Regions from separate parts of the Ovis aries genome. Here region 1 is linked to region 2. Evidence: chromatin contacts called from public Hi-C data. All regions are on one chromosome and are shown on one strand. The core of a region is the stretch at or near the end of the contact, and the rest is flanking DNA. Distances in the headings are between cores, read along the strand shown. Region 1 has its middle 33 kb from the start of CAPN13. Region 2 overlaps CAPN13 (calpain 13).

Region 1 (3,179 bases), core at 614-3,113, 120 kb before region 2:
GCTGTTGGTGATGCTCAGAGAAACTTTCTTATAATCTTGGCAAAACATACCAGGTACCCCCAGATGCATCAGTTATTCTTCAGTGGCTATGCTTCTTTTTACAGAAGGGAGATGAAAACAAAATTGGAAGACTTGAAGCAGAAAGCCTATTGATTTTTAATCCTTTTTTTTTTTTTTTATCATCTAAGTAGTTCAAGGTGTATTCCTCATGTCATGGCATTCCTCTCCTGGAAACTGTGAGAACTGACCTGTAAGGCCTGGATGGCATCAAGTGATATGACCTAAACACACTTTAAAGAAAACCTCTCTAGTCAACATTAGTTTTTCCTCAGTGAAATGTTTGGACCTTTACTAACTATTCTTTCTCTTTAGGTTCTTGCCAGGAGAGGATTTTTTTAAAAATAGATTAAAGCATGAATCCATTAACCAGTAATTTAACTTCTAAGCTCTTATTCTTTTAAATTATTTTCTCATCACATAATAGAACCAAGGCACATCTGACCTAGAAAACAGCTTAGGCAACCTCCAGTCCATAAAACTGACAGGATGAAAGAGTTACTACTTATCCAGGTTTATGCAACCACTGGTCTGTGTTCTCTCCACCATAATTGTATGGATATATAAAATTCTCCCCATTTTACAGATGGGTAAGGAGCTGAGCTAGCATTTCTATCCAGGTCTACCTGGCTCTGAGACTGGGACTCTTCCTCTGTACCTTAACCTTTCCAATCATTTCTTGGACAAGGACACGGAGACCCAGAGAGTTGTCAGAACTCCAGCAGTAAGGGCCTGACCCTTTGTTTTTGTGCTCCATTCAGTTCCACCCTCTGACCTCAGATGTACAGTCCCATCCCCACTCAGCTTGCACGTGTCACCCCTTCTCCCATAAAAAGTAACAATGCCTTCATTTGCCATCCAAGCCCCACTGACCCAGTTTGGTACCAACCTTCTGTGCACCATCCCTCATCTCCACTCAGTCAAAGGAGGTGTCTGAGCAAGTTCAGTGCTTGCATTCCTTCTCTACTCTCAGAATTGAGCTGTTTTTTCTTGCCACAGTGAATATATACATATACGCGCACACACAAATTGCATACCTGTATACTGACAAAGGTGTTTTGGCATTAAACACAAAGATGCTTATTACAGCAATATACATTACAGTAAAAAGTAAAAACAACATACATGGTCATCATAACAGAAATGTTAAGAATAAAGTATTTCTACTCTGTAGATTAATATAAAGCCACTGAAAGGCAAATAAGAGCCCGTGACAGGGGAGTATGCGGCTTCCCGCAAAGGGCACAACTGAAAGAGGAGAGAGTCTATCTCCCTGAGGTGTCGTGGGCATATACAGCATTGAGCAAAACCAGAAATGGCTGAAATGGACCCCAGGATAATAATAACAACAAAAGCAGTGAAAATGTGAGCTAATCAAGCTTTGCATTCATTTTTAAGTTCAAGTTTCCAGTACTTGCCAGCTTCTCCTTGAAGCGGTCCCTCAGGGTAGCTGGGAGAATAAAAAAGCACAATGGGCTTAGAGTCAGAAACCATTAGTTCAAGGCCCTGCTGGGTCACTGAGACTTCCGGGTGCCCATCTGTTAAATGGGGGGGGGATTCCATCTACTGAGGAGCTGCCTTGAGCAAAACGGGTAGCTATTAGCATTCCCTGGAGTGTGTCTCCCTGCTGTTCCATTGTTCAGGGCTTTCTCCAAGCACAGCGAGAGTTAGGGCAGCTTCCACATGGCAGCCAGGCAGAAAAGGGGGCCAACCACTACCGCTTGGATTTGCCCACCCACCCACCAGGTTCGGCCTTAACCTGAGGAATCAAGTTGTTATGTAGCAGTTTTTCCACAAGGTGGCAGGCTTGGGGAGGCAGGAACCCGCCATGGCTCCCCCTGGAGTCCTGCTGTATATGTGGGTTCTGCTGAACCAGAATATTAAAACTGGGCTTAGCAACGATGTTAATAGCTGCACATACCTTCGGGGCTTCTCATGCCTTAGCAACCATTTAGAGGACAATTTCCAGACCCTGGTCAGTGCACAAGGCAATTACTACTGTGTATTTCCATAGAAGATTATTGTCCCCGAATGTTCTTACAAATTGTTTAGTTCAGCCCGGTGTGCTAGTGGAAGCCTTGGCGGAATGACTTCAGCCCTGGACTGTTACACTTCAGCACTGACCTGGGGTCTGTCCTCCAAGGCCACGGAGGCTGGGAGCTTACTCACCTGATTTGCTTTTCAAGCCTCTAACTCAGAATCATGTGAGATGGAGAAGAACAGGGATTTCAAAATTTCTAAGCAGCAGAGGATTTTTTTTCCCCCAAATGAAATCACATCTGGAACGTATGTGTTTACTTTATAATTTATAATTAATAATACTTTTTTTCGAAGTCAATCAGTGACAACACTGAGACTGTTTTGATTAACAAATAAGATTAAATCAGGAACCATGGATGACAGTTGCATTTTTATATCAACTTCAGTATCTGATTTATATCTGTATTTTATTCGAGTTGTATTAATAATGCATAACAACTAATACTTCAGCACAGCTCTGAGTACTTCAAGTATTTTAACTCATTTAAGCCTCGGAACCCTTAACAGATTATATTATCATTCCCAGGGGAGGAAATAGAGACCCAGACATTTGGTTAACACTTGGTTAAGTGGCCCAAGATCACATAGCTGGGGAATGGCCAGAGCTGGGTTTCGAATCCAGACAATCTAGATCCATAATCCAGGATTGGAGTAACTAGTTTCTTCTGCAGCTCCCAATGAAAAGCCTTGTGTGTGTGTGTGTGTGTGTGTGTGTGTATTTATTTATTTATTCTCTACAACTACATATATATATGTAGTTGTAGAGAATAAATTTTAATTGCCTGCCCTGCAAACTTGGGCTATTCCTTAATTAAACTGGGAGGGCAGAAAAGTCTTATTCCAGGTTCTAACAAAAAATAATAAATAACCAAGCCCCTAAAGCACTCCCATTAGGATTTGGGGAATAGTTTGAAATTCCTGACCCAGAGCACCAGGGACATATTGAAGGAGCAATCAGTCTGTCAAGCACATGTGGAGAGGACCCTCAGGGTAGAGCAGAGGCAAAGACATTGGCTGGCATTTCACCAAATGGAAATCTCTAGTCTCTGGCACTACCCATAGTCCCCATTACAAATCTTTCC
Region 2 (2,986 bases), core at 441-2,940:
AGCCACTCTTCCCGGGGAGTCCTCTGGACAGAGGACAGAGTCCCTGTTCTCAGCCCTTCGGTCCTGTCCATGGAGTCATAGGAACATCTGCTCCCCAGCTTTCCCTCCCCTCTGCTGCAGGTACTCTGGAGCTAAAAGGACAGTGGTTTGCACTCAGACAGGGCAGAGTAGGGTGGGTAGGGTGCATCTGGAGGATTTTGAAGAATGAAGTAGAGTCACTGCCGTCCGCTGGAGCCGCGGGTGTGATGGAGCTCGGCCAGCCTCGCTAGCGCGTGGCACACTGTGTTGCCTGGTGACCTGAGAGTAGCATCTGTGGGGAGGGGGCCTGCCTCTGCAGTCACTCGGAGAGAGGAAAAGCTTCTTTACCCACCCTGGGGCTCTGCAGTCACTCAGAGAGAGGAAAAGCTTCTTTACCCACCCTGGGCCTTCTGTGTTTGAGTGTCTGTATCTTTCCCTAGGATGAGTTCTCAGTGATCACTCGAGAATCTGGCTCTTGTTCCACTGAGCTGTGTTGCCCCCATGGGTGATATACATCAAAGCCTGCCCTGCCTGGACGTAGTCAAAGCTGCCTTCGAGGAGCCTGGGCCGGGTCCTCAGCTGGGTCAAGCTCTGGTTTGCCCAAGGTCATAAAACAGGTTATCTGAATATTTCGGGACACCAACCTGGAATCCCAGGAGAAAGAAGCAGAAGATGTTCCTTTGTGGGAAAGCAGGGGAAAAGCCACATCTCGGTCCTCTCCCACCAACTAGTCATTTCTCAGTCTGTCCACCCACAGGATGCTGTGCGTGACATGGGAGTGGTTCACTGGGTGTTTGCAGAATTAATCATACTCTCCGATATCTGAATCCTGACTGTTTCACAGCCAGATGGCAAAATAAAACATGGTTCCCATAAAGGTCTTCAACTTCATGACAAGTAAGATCTTAGTTCTGGATGAAAAATGCCTTTGGGTAAGGGGAAATCCAACCAGCAAGGCAAGCACCTCCTTCCCTCCCATTCTGTAACATCATCAGACAGTTCCAAAAGATCACGGCCCAGTAGAGTGCAGAAGAGATTCCAGAGTGACCAGGCCAGACCTCACTCGGGAGAACTGGCATTTGAGAACTCATTCCTGGATGCATCTGTCCAGTGAGGGAACACTTGAAAATGTGTGTGTCAAGAATAGGAGGGCAGGAACCTTCCAAAGTGTGACTTTTCTGAGAAGAAACAATCAAAATGTAGGTGGCATGGGCAAGGGTATGCCATCATGCAAATACCCACGCTCAGGAACTAGGTTAGCATTTGGAGGCAGATGTCCTGGTCAAGGAACAAACACACAGCCAGCTAACTGCCTCTCACAGGGGCTGCTGCTAAGGGTTTGCAGTCATTTCAGTAGCACAGCAGGTGAGACACACAGCATAGCCTGGGCCACATCATTGTGCGTCCTTGCCCTGTGCTCGGCTAACCAGGACAGATGGCCATGGTTAGCAGCGTGGGCTTCAGAGGTAGACAGAGCTAATGCCTGAAGACCCACATCCTAGGCTGTTGTGCAAAACAATGAGTCCTGACCAATCAAGACAGACTGTTTCAAAATAAAAGGAGAAAGTTCAGAAAAAAATGAATGAGCTATTTTGGCAGGACTCAGAGATGACCTTCACCTACCTGTACTTTCAGGTAGAAAGTCCAACATGCCTGCACACTTTGCTGAACCAAACAGCTGGACTAAAACCCAGCTTGGCCTAGGGAGCCCTCAGTGGAGGAGCAGGAAGAACCGTCTTGCTTCCCCAGAGCCAGGGGTGACCCTAGTGAGGGCGGATATCTGAAAGTGCATGTGCACAGACACACAGACACACACACACAGACACACACAGAGACACACACACCCCAGGGAAGCCTAGCCCCAGAGAACAGTTCCACATGCAAGCCCACTGATCAGGGAGGACATCAGTCTTGCTTCTCCCTAGAACAGAAACAGTTTCCTTTGAGCAATTGCTCCTCACCACCTCCAGGCAGAGGCAGGACTGCCCTGGAACAGCACAGCGCGTGTATGCGCCTCCCCTCCCTAACCCCTGTGCCCCATCAGGGCCCTGACCCCCGGGACAGAGTCCACAAGGGCCTTAGATGATAACCAACTCAGCCCAGTGATGGGTTTTCCAATCTCAAGAACATGAACCTCACATTCAATTCACTTGTGTTTTAAATTAAGAATGGAGATACTATAACTTATCCAGTGTAAACATTTAAAGCCTGAAGTTTCATATAATAGCCCATTAGGAGGTGGGGCTCGGAACAGGGAAAGGGGAGAGACTGTGGAATGGAAGTAAAGGTTAGGGGGAAGGGAGGAGCAGAGAGCGCAGCAGGCAGCATCAGGCAAGTTAAACAGGAGCTGCTCAAGCTATCTTACGAAGGAGTTTAGCACAGGGAGCGAGTTGCTCACAAATCTGTTGGATCAGCTGGAGGAGCACAGGCCAGATAAAGAAAGAAAGTCAAGTCGCTCAGTCGTATCCGACTCTTTGAGACCCCACGACTGTAGTCCACCAGGCTCCTCTATCCATGGAATTTTCCAGGCAAGAGTACCAGAGTTTGTTGCCATTTCCTTCTCCAGGGGATCTTCCTGACCCAGGGATCGAACCCGGGTATCGCGCACTGCAGGCAGATGCTTTGCTGTCTGAGCCAGCAGGGAAGCCCTAGGCCAGAGAAGATCACCACTAAGTCCCAGGTTCACCACCGAGAGAGAAAGAGAGAACGACGAAGCTGCCGCCGCCAGCCTCGTCAGACATTATAGGGAGTGGCCAGAAATGGTCACGGCTGCCTGTAGCCCTAAGCGGGTGAATTTCCGGACAATGTTTCACAACTTCTGAAGCCCACGTGTCTGCCCACCCTGCCCAGAGGCAGAATAAGGCTTCTGCCTCTCTGCTGCCTTCCAAATCATAAGTGCAGAGGAAAGAGAAAAATGTGGGGAGGAGGAATGACAAGCAGATGGAGATGGAGAGCTGGGGCGGTGGGG

The links. Hi-C and Micro-C count contacts between places; a contact is called where the count stands out from the background.
Region 1: a Hi-C map of liver shows a contact between it and region 2, with 3 times the contacts expected there. The contact joins two enhancer-like sites. A contact is called at or near these places in 10 of 16 Hi-C or Micro-C datasets (blood, hypothalamus, liver and 4 more).

Annotation. Positions count from the first base shown.
Region 1 is chr3:37,674,860-37,678,038 of ARS-UI_Ramb_v3.0, reverse strand. No RefSeq gene overlaps it. Among named protein-coding and RNA genes, the nearest start is that of CAPN13, 33 kb to the right of the region's middle. Within about 2 kb of position 1,863, at least 2 of the 54 cell types and tissues checked have an H3K27ac peak or open chromatin away from gene starts, as enhancers often do. A contact at or near this core is called in liver, where this site is marked.
Region 2 is chr3:37,554,390-37,557,375 of ARS-UI_Ramb_v3.0, reverse strand. All of the region lies in intron 22 of CAPN13 (calpain 13), which reads left to right. Among named protein-coding and RNA genes, the nearest start is that of CAPN13, 88 kb to the left of the region's middle. Within about 2 kb of position 1,690, at least 1 of the 54 cell types and tissues checked has an H3K27ac peak or open chromatin away from gene starts, as enhancers often do. A contact at or near this core is called in liver, where this site is marked.